3 separate regions of the Rattus norvegicus genome follow, and regions 1 and 3 are each linked to region 2. Evidence: chromatin contacts called from public Hi-C data. All regions are on one chromosome and are shown on one strand. Each heading gives the region's core, a stretch centred on a gene start, on an enhancer-like site or on the middle of the called end of the contact. The rest is flanking DNA. Distances are from core to core; before and after follow the strand shown. Region 1 has its middle 140 kb from the start of Sema6d. Region 2 holds the start of Sema6d (semaphorin 6D). Region 3 has its middle 200 kb from the start of Slc24a5.

Region 1 (3,297 bases), core at 123-2,622, 140 kb before region 2:
TTGGTCACTGGGGAAAGGCTTTGCAAAACACATCCAGCTCCCTCTCACCATGCTTATGATGTTAGAACATGTGAGATTTCACGTTCCTGCTCCCACTCTTACACGTGCAGCTTGTTGCCATGCCTCCCCACCATCATGGACACTCTCATGCCTCTAGAACCATAATTCCAACTCTCAGTCTCTTCTATCATCTACCTTGGTCATGGTGTTTTAGCTTAGTGACAGAAAAGTAACTAACAGGCTGTTTCTAGAAACTTGCAAGTTACCTTTTGGCATTTTGGGTGTGATTATTTTCAATGTCAAGTGCTTCTCTATTTGAGAAGAGAGTCTTCCTCTTTCAACTCCATGGTCCACATTCTTCAGCCATGGCCTGCCTCCCACCCTCTGGCCACAAGGATGAGCACACTCAAACCAGCAAACACCTGACAATCGGATCCTGCTCTGCTATTGAAACACTTCCCTTTTTCAAGTCTAGGTGACAGGTACCTTTGCCTCTCTTAGCTCATCATAGGCTCTTCCTGTCATATCAGCTACTGGACAGGACACATTCAAAGACTCATCTCAGAGGTATTAACTCTGTAGTGTAAACCACAGGAGAAACTGTAGGATTCAGAATACTGTCCTATTAGAAATAATTTCACTTAGGTGAACATTCAGCCCACTTTCTATTTTATTCTTAATAATTCCCTCTTTCATTTGTTCATTAAAAATTTCCCAAATACCCACATGATGCCAACCACAGCACAGAGAGTAAAATTCATTTCATGTATGCAGGAACTCATTTTTTTACACACTACCCTCACTGTAAGATTGTAATCCACAGAGTGGACAATGTGTGGTGTCATGTGGCGGCCATGCTGGGGAGGGAGTGAAAGCTCACAGAGGAGGTAGGCTTTGAGCCAGGCTTTCAGGAATGCTGGGCACTCCTGGCAGTTGGCAGAGGGAGGGTGGGGGCTGAAATGCAGGCTGGGAGGATAAAGCAGAAAGCAACAGGTGAGAGAGTAACCGGGCTCTAGAGAGATGACTCTGAAGCCATGGACGGGCAGATTCTGAGAAGAGTGAGGGTTGGGTATTTTTGACCTAGGAATTTTCCTGTCTCCCTTAACCTTTAGAATGAAAACCAAAAATCTGTCTAAAATGGAGACTATAAAGTCTTCTAGAATAAGAAAAACAATTATGTCACATTTTGGTAGTGGTGGTGGCCTTTATGGCCTCTGCCTCCTCCCTCTCCTCCACTCTTTTCTCCTCTGTTATAAAATGTAAGAATGCCTTTTGTTGTTATGATTTTGCAAACAACAGTGCATAGATTGTCCAAGCATAGCCATACTGGGTGACACTCTGTACTGGTTTCCTATTCAGAAACAAGACATAGTTAGTTCATGCATAACCAGTGTTACTGAGCTGAGCTCTGTGTGCTGTGTGACCCATGGGGCAGGATCTGCTGTGGATGGCTCTGGGCAGTGCTGGATAGAATGTCCAAATTCAAGTAACCTCCTCAAAGCCCTACTGTAATAAAGTTGCCCTTAGCGTGAAGGCAGATGCTCACAGGCAGGCCTGTGACAACAGAAAAAGAGCTATCCCATCATCTCGAAAGGGTTCCGCAGGTTTCGGTAGCAGCATGGCTGTGGGCTTATCTCCTCAATTGAGCTTGTGGATCCCACGGGGAAAATGGAAAATCCAAAGTGAAAACCTGCGCCCTGGACAGCTGAGACATCCCAAAGCTAGCACAGTAAAAAAAATGAGTGATTAATTCCATTGGCTCTGGAGAGCTAGTAATAGGATCCCAAGAGCCAGGATCATGATGGTTCTCCTAAAGGTTAGATTAATCCAGGGACCACGCTGTATTGTGCATAGAGACACAGCCTGGATCCTCATGACACATAGTTTCTTGGCCTGAGTTTTGATAAAGTGCTGTGTGCTTATATATGAGATTAGCTCTAAATCCTTGCTGCTGACCTAAATGCCATGCTCTTCCAGCCTCCAAAAATATGAGGCAGCAGGCTTCCAACCTTGCAAACTCACCACCATAAACACTTTTCGCAGTTCACGTAAGCCACCCTAGAAACTCCAGCATGCATTTCAGAGCAGCATTAGGAGAGAGACCAGTGAACTGACTTTGGGCAAATGTAAGCGTCTTAGATTTTGACCAGTTTTTCCAAACTCTGTCTCAACTCTCCTCATCCAGCCGTGACAGTTCCTCATCTGTGAGCATAACACCTGTTTCTTCCTCTGGTAGCTCTGTCACCCAATCAAGTGTGTCACTTTTATATTGGCTCCCTCTGTGCTTCCCTACATCAGCCTCCTTTATCTAAATCCTCACCTTTCTTGCCCTTGAGGCCCTGGCTCTTATTTCAAGAAAACACAAATATGTCCTCCCGTTTGTTTGTGTTTTCACGGATACTTATAGGATGGTGATCTTAGGTCATCGTTATAGGATGTGAGGAACAAGGTGAAAACATCCCATCATCTAAGACCTTACAACTGCAAGGAGAAAAGCGTTAGGGAGACAAATATGCAAGACTGTCTCTGAGAAATAACATACCAAATCACACCCGCAGTCCTGTACAGGAACCCTAAACATCAGAGTGACAATGGGGAGCTAAGAGAGACCCCAAAATGGCTGCACTTGAACTTAATACAAACAGCTTAGGATTTTTCTACTGTTTTCCATACATTGGTCTTATTCGAGGCATTTCATTACACATGGTGCAGCGCTCATAAGCCAAATGAACAGCTTTGTCCACTGTGGCAAGTCTGATGTCAGAAAGACAGCAAGCACCTCCAGCATGGGCCCCACCCTGACATGTTCCCACAGTCTGCAGCAGACAGCACATGCTTGGTTCATCCACATACATCAGAGATATGTCATCACAGACAGGAATATGACGGCTTTATAATTGCTGCAAGCCATCTAAAGGTTAAGGATGCCTGGCTTCTTTAAAATAGGGTGTTCCAGGCTGGAAAGACAGCTCAGTGGCTAAGAGTGTTTGCTGTGAAAACAGGAGGACCTGAGGTCAAATCCTCAGTATCACGTGAAAGCTGAGCGTGACGACAGATGCTTATAGCCCCAGCGTCAGGGGTGGAGACAGGTAGATGCCCAGAGCTCACTGGCCAGCCAATTTAGCTGAAACAGGAAGCTTCATGTTCAGTGAGTGTCTTAAAAAAACTGCATAGAGGACATCCAGCATTTTCCCCAGGGCACTGCATGTTCAGACACAGACACATGCACGCAAACATGCACATGTACTTGCCACACACAAATAAAAGAAAACATAATGCTTTGCACAGAATAACTGC
Region 2 (3,417 bases), core at 128-2,627:
TTTAGGTATCTGAGCCAGGATAAATGCTCGTGTGTAATGCATGCTAGCTTGAGAGAATGAGTCTGTCACTCACTACATTAACCCGATACTAAAGAGAAGTTAATTTCCTCGGGTAGACACTTAACATCATGAATAAACACAGTTCCAGAATCTATTGTTTTGTGCCATCAAAACGACAGTAAAAACGCTACCCCCCACCCCCAGCTGTCTAAGATTTCACAATACAGGGAAGAAAAGCCTTGGAGATTTTCTCCAAGGAGAGTATTTCTCCTTTTCAAGGGCCAGAGACGAAACCAACTGAATAAAAATGTTAACTCTTTCCCCGAGACTTTGGCATTGAAATAAACAAAAGATTCTATTTCACTGTGTCAAGTATCAAGCAGAAGGAAGGGGAAAACACATATATTTTGGTAGTGCAGACTTAAAATTTGTAGTAGCTAGAAGTTTTGAGAGGAAGTAGCCCTCGACATTTCCCATAAGTAACCAGAAGCAGCGTTGTATTTAAGGCAAAGAAGCCTTAGTGGTTGACACGGAGTCCAGTTACTGTACACAAAGTCGGGGTTGGGGGTTATATCTATAATAACGATGTGCTGTCCCACTCTGAGGATGCTGGAATTGACTACTGACCAGTCCAATTCCTCCAGTGCTCTAACTCATACCCTACCGCAATACTTCCCCCACCCCTCCCCAGCGCGCTCCATGGCATTTTTTTTTTAAAAAACAAGTATTAGATTTAAACAGTACTCTGCCAGCAATGATCCTAGTAGCCAAATAATGAGAAAAATTCCAAACTCACTTTGCATCCACACCTCCAAGTTCTTAGATCTCAAGAGTTAGACGTCCGACTGGAAGCTGAAAGCGCTTCCCAATCCCCCCAGGGCGGCTACTGCCTCAGTTTCTACAGAGGGTCACTGCAGTAGAATCTGGAAGTTTCCCTACCTGGTGTTGGCCTCGGTTTGCCTGCCTCTGCTCCCGGCTACAAGACGCCTCTAGCCGCGAAAGAAGCGGCTCATACAAAATTGACTTTTCCTTATTTGTTTCCATCCATAATTGATGGGGAGCTGAGAGCGTAACACGTCTCCCGGTCGAGCCCTTGCCGCCTGGAGAAGACCCCGTCCAGGGCGCTTCGGTGGAGCATTTTTCAGTCAGAGAACAAAGCACGCAAAGTTGCGGGGGAGAGTGGCTGAGAACCCCGCGGGTGGGTGCCCAGTCAGTGGCTCCGCGCTCCCAGGCGTCCTCCCAGCCGAAGGTGGCCGGGCAGCCTGGGCTGCGCTGCGGGCTGGAGGGTTGGAGGCTGCAAGCCCCGCGGCGAGGAAGGCGGGCTCACCCTGACGGCTTGCGGAACAGCGCAGAGCCAGCCCTGCCAGGAAGAAACTTTTCCTTGCAGCCTAGGGTGTCTTTTCTTCCCTTAGGGGTGCGCCCCCGGAGGAGGGGTGCGCCTAGGAGGAGGGCCGAGCCGCCCCGCCCCGCCCCCCAGGCCGCCCACCGGCCAGCTGGAACCGGTCAGCCAGACCTCCCCAGGCGCCTCGGGCACCGCTGGAGACCGTACGGCTTGGGAGAGCAATGAACTCCGGGGAGATGCGACGCTACGCCCACGCTTACACACGCGCCCGCACACAGCTGCTCTGCGGGCTCCGGGCTCGGGGTCCCACCCCCATCACGCACCCAGAGCGTCAGCGGAGCTTGGGAGACTGTCTTACCTCTCATAGGGAAGCCTGCTTTAAAAAACAGACAAATAAAGCTTGTCAGGATCAGATGGAAAAGCCGATCAAGACGGTGTGCAGAAAGAGCAATCCCACGGTCTCGGGTCGCGCCTTGCGATCTATCCTGAAACTGGTCCGCTCTAGCCAAGGCGGCGGGGGCGGCGGCGGCGGCGGCGGCGGCGGGACCCAGCGCCAGCAAAACAAACCGCTGCTCGGCAAATGGTGTAATTCGATCCATCTCCGAGTCGCTCCCTGAGATCCCGGCTCCCTCGCCGCTCTGCAGCTCCCACCGCGGCCAGCGCCGCCCAGAGTCCTACGCGCGCCGCGGCCTCGACCCCAGTGGCCGCCGCGTCCCTGATCGCGCTCGGCCGCGCGCCCAGGCTCTCCCACCTTAGCGGAGCCGCTCCTCCCGCGCCTCTCCGAGCCGGGTCGCCCAGCTGGCGCCGCCTCTGTAGCCTGCAAAGCCGCCTCTCCCTTCCTCCAGGCGCCCTCACTACTCTCCCAGCCAGCCACCCTAGACGATCGGAGGACAAATGGCTGCAGCCCAGTGGTGCGGTGGGCGCAGTTGTACCCCGAAGTTTTGTCTTAGTTTTCTAGTCTAGGATTTATTTTTGAGCTCATTTTCACAAGCCCCTCCCCCATTTATCTTTATAACCACTAAGTAAAACAGCTGGGAAGAAGCAATCAAACATAGCCGTAGCTTTAAAAAATACAGAAATTGCCTACTAAAAATCTTATTTCCACTTTGAATGAAAGCCATTCGGTACAGTGTAATTTTGCAGGCTAATGAGCCGGTTTTACAGGCAAGTGTTTCGTTTAATACGTTGTGGGAGAAATGAAAATGTCCTTGAAGCGACATCATTTAAGATGTACGGATTGTCATAAATGAAATAAAAGAATCATATATCCCCAAACAAGAGGATCTTAATTTAAAGTTCATTTCCAAGAACGGTCTATGTTTATTAGTTTCCAATCTAAGCATGTATCACTTAAGGGTTCTAAGTGGCTGGAATCAACCCTGATGCCCTCGCTTAAAGAGAGAAAGAGGAGAGCATTTCCGCCAAACTTTTGGCTTTCCTTTGAGTGTGGTTAATTATTGTGGACCGGTCATGGAAGCAAATTCTTGTCTAGAGTCTTCCTGCTTTTCTCCCGCACACAGATATATATTTACATTTAACAAGAACACTGCCCTGGATTTGAAAAAAAAAAAAAAACTCCAAAAAGACCCCCCCTGTTAACACTTGTAGGCAAAAACTTGTAGCCAAAAGCAAGCCAGGAGAGAAAGGGCAGCCTTTTTAAATGCAAGCTTTTCCCTCTGTTCCTCCTGTTACAAGAAAGGGGTAGGGGGCGGAAAGAGTGGCTTCTGAGGCTAGCTCAGTGTTTTTTCTGCTGTTAAGTCTTTTGTTCCTGGTTGGCTGGTGTTTTCTGGTTGTGTGGGGCTCTGACATCATTGCAAGTTACTTGGCAGTCAGGGTCTTCCCCTAGCCAACTTCTGACCCAGAAAGCTGTGAGCATTTCCCGGCCAGCGGTCATTCCTTCCTTCCTTTCTTTCTTTCTTTCTTTTTTTTTTTTCTTTCTTTTCTGTACTGCAGGCAGGGTACTGGCCACACTGTGAAGATGCAAAATGAGGACAGGGGCTACTTGGTTGGTGAGGGAACAATCCACCTGCCACCTTGACAGGTTTGCTCGTCACTCTGTGTCTGCCATAGCAGCA
Region 3 (3,016 bases), core at 465-2,964, 230 kb before region 2:
TTCACCTCTGTATTTGCTGTATTCTGGCTGTGTCTCTCAGGAGCGATCTACATCCGGCTCCTGTCGGTCTGCACTTCTTTGCTTCATCCATCTTGTCTAATTGGGTGGCTGTATATGTATGGGCCACATGTGGGGCAGGCTCTGAATGGGTGTTCCTTCAGTCTCTGTTTTAATCTTTGCCTCTCCCTTCCCAGCCAAGGGTATTCTTTTTCCTCATTTAAAGAAGGAGTGAAGCATTCACATTTTGATCATCCGTCTTGAGTTTCGTTTGTTCTAGGGATCTAGGGTAATTCAAGCATTTGGGCTAATAGCCACTTATCAATGAGTGCATACCATGTATGTCTTTCTGTGATTGGGTTAGCTCACTCAGGATGATGTTTTCCAGTTCCAACCATTTGCCTACGAATTTCATAAAGTCGTTGTTTTTGATAGCTGAGTAATATTCCATTGTGTAGATGTACCACATTTTCTGTATCCATTCCTCTGTTGAAGGGCATCTGGGTTCTTTCCAGCTTCTGGCTATTATAAATAAGGCTGCAATGGACATAGTGGAGCACGTGTCTTTTTTATATGTTGGGGCATCTTTTGGGTATATGCCCAAGAGAGGTATAGCTGGATCCTCAGGCAGTTCAATGTCCAATTTTCTGAGGATCCTCCAGACTGATTTCCAGAATGGTTGTACCAGTTTGCAATCCCACCAACAATGGAGGAGAGTTCCCCAATGAGCCATATTTAAGGCACAAGTCATACGCCCGTGCTCCTTTCCAAGCTATAAACCTGTGCTTTTCTATCTCAAAAGAACCTCTCCCTCTAAAGAAAAACAAATAAAAAACCCAGGAAGCAAACCCTGCCAAGCTATACGTTTCTTTATCTCCTTGTAACCCTTGTGACCCACGTGACCTTATCTGACTGCCATCCTGTCCACGATACCTTCAGAGCCATCCTGTGATGTCATTTACTAACAACAGGAGAAGGTCTGTGTGTGTGTGTGTGTGTGTGTGTGTGTGTGTGTGTGTGTGTGTGTGTGTAGGGTACACTAAGAACTGTGTGAAGGATATAAGCAGAAATCCTATGTGAGGCTACAGTGAATACACTTGAGAGGCACAAACCCACACCTTCAGAACAGACTGTCCTTCCTCAGAGCCTCTCTCTCAACTCTGTGCTTGGATTTATGTTAAAAGATCACCAGTACTCCCACTCTGTTTCACACAGGTTCTTTTCTGTGGAGAATTCAAGAATTCCAGCTTCACTTGGGTGGAGTTCTCTGAGGAGAACTGTTCTGGCCACTGCAGGGCCCACTGTGAAGCTGGACACCCAGCCTCTACCCACTGCCACAGACACAAGCAACCCACCTCCTGGTAGCCTTTGCCAAAGCGGTCTGCATCTCCTACCAGTGCACACACATGCTTGAGAGCACCTGTGCAGATAAACAGCCGAGGCATCCTGGGCATCAGGGGGTACATCTATCTCTCCCCAGAAGTCCTGTGATCACCCTTCACCTCTGTGGGCACTAAACACAGCAGCTCAGTCTTTTTCTTAGACTCCCTGAGGTGCAAGTCACATCTCAGACTCTTATCTTCCTGGTTACAGGCACCCAGAGGTTGCTACAGAGGAGGCTACAGCTCTGTCAAAAAGCTTGACCAAAGCAGTGGCCTCAGCTGTGCAATGTCCCAAGGTTTGGAACCAGGGTTCCCTCCAATGGTGATACCAGCTTCCCTTTGGCTTAGGTCCGCATGCCTCTGACTAACATGCTCACAGCATTGACTAGGCTGGGAATGTGCATACTCTTACTTCACATAATCAAAAGGGCAGAGGCACTTCCCTCTTCTTTTATGCCCCACCTTTCCCTTTCCTGTTCTTCCTTCCTGGGATATCCCTATCCCTTCCTATCCTGAACAATTCAGAAAACCTTGGGAGAGGGCAGCCTGCCAGAGGAGGCGGGAGCCGAGGGATGTGTGAGTCAACCACAGGATGTGGGGTGCCTCCTGGGATGCTGAGCAGACAAGGAAACATTTTAAGATAATGGGAGTCAGGCTTCTCATTGTCAGAGAAGGGAAGTACAAATGTGAAGAGAGAGAAAATTAGGTAGGTAGATCCATAGCTGGTAGATAGAGGATAGATTCCATTAGATAGATCCCCCAGGGTGGCTGGTGTTAGTCATGCATCCTGGTCTCAACATCCAGATCTCTTGGAAGAGACACAGGTGGGCGCATGCCCTTGGGACTTGAGATTTTGGAAAGACTCCTACACTTGGAGGCAGGACTACCAGAGATGTGACCTTGAGTTTATTTCTGCTTCCCTGTACCTTCCATCATCCTCTGCCCCAAGTAGACCCTGACTCACACGGGCTCCCCAGTCTAGGGCTTGATTTCCTTCTACGTGACAAGGACTGAGCTATAGGTCATACAGCCTCAAGAAAAAGAACAGAGTGCACCCCAAAGCCACCAAGGTTGAGGCACTTCAGCTCTGAGAGCTGTCCCTACACCAGGCCATACAGGGTTTCTGTGTGTCTGGCCTCAGTGTTTCTATACACTCCAGTGTATGTATATCTGTCTGTCTGTCTGTCTGTCTATCTATCTATCTATCTATCTATCTATCTATCTATCTATCTATCATCTATTGTTTATCTTTTGACATACATATATATCCTCTAACCCAGTCTGGGAGCAATAATAGCCCAATAGCAAGAAGGATATTCATGTCTTGGTAACTATATGCTGCTATTGTTCAAAATAAAACAGTAAGAAGTCCCAGAGATGAGATAAGAAAAAAATGCAGATAATTCTGAAGCAATCCTTGTATTAGAAAGTAAAGATACATGCAATGAACAAGGTGTATAATGGGGAGCAAGCAAAAAAGACAAATTTGCCTGAGGGACTCTCACTGACTGACTCTTCGACAATATATCAAGACAGTTATGATAACAGATTAGGAGCCACTGACTAAAACAGATGACCAAGAGTTCATGCTGATATCAATAGACAAATGAATAAGTTAATTTATCAAATTTCAAAAT

Evidence for each region. A called contact is a pair of places that touch in the nucleus more often than the background predicts.
Region 1: a contact with region 2 is called in a Hi-C map of Schwann cells, with 4 times the contacts expected there. The contact joins the enhancer-like site here to the promoter of Sema6d in region 2. A contact is called at or near these places in 2 of 12 Hi-C or Micro-C datasets (Schwann cells and kidney).
Region 3: a Hi-C map of psoas muscle shows a contact between it and region 2, with 2.8 times the contacts expected there. The contact joins the enhancer-like site here to the promoter of Sema6d in region 2. A contact is called at or near these places in 2 of 12 Hi-C or Micro-C datasets (liver and psoas muscle).

The regions. Positions count from the first base shown.
Region 1 is chr3:132,473,001-132,476,297 of GRCr8, reverse strand. No RefSeq gene overlaps it. Among named protein-coding and RNA genes, the nearest start is that of Sema6d, 140 kb to the right of the region's middle. Within about 2 kb of position 1,372, at least 43 of the 93 cell types and tissues checked have an H3K27ac peak or open chromatin away from gene starts, as enhancers often do. A contact at or near this core is called in Schwann cells, where this site is marked.
Region 2 is chr3:132,335,316-132,338,732 of GRCr8, reverse strand. Sema6d (semaphorin 6D) reads right to left here and starts at 1,377. Exons shown (of 16, transcript NM_001107768.1): 1 at 940-1,377.
Region 3 is chr3:132,569,344-132,572,359 of GRCr8, reverse strand. No RefSeq gene overlaps it. Among named protein-coding and RNA genes, the nearest start is that of Slc24a5, 200 kb to the left of the region's middle. Within about 2 kb of position 1,714, at least 10 of the 93 cell types and tissues checked have an H3K27ac peak or open chromatin away from gene starts, as enhancers often do.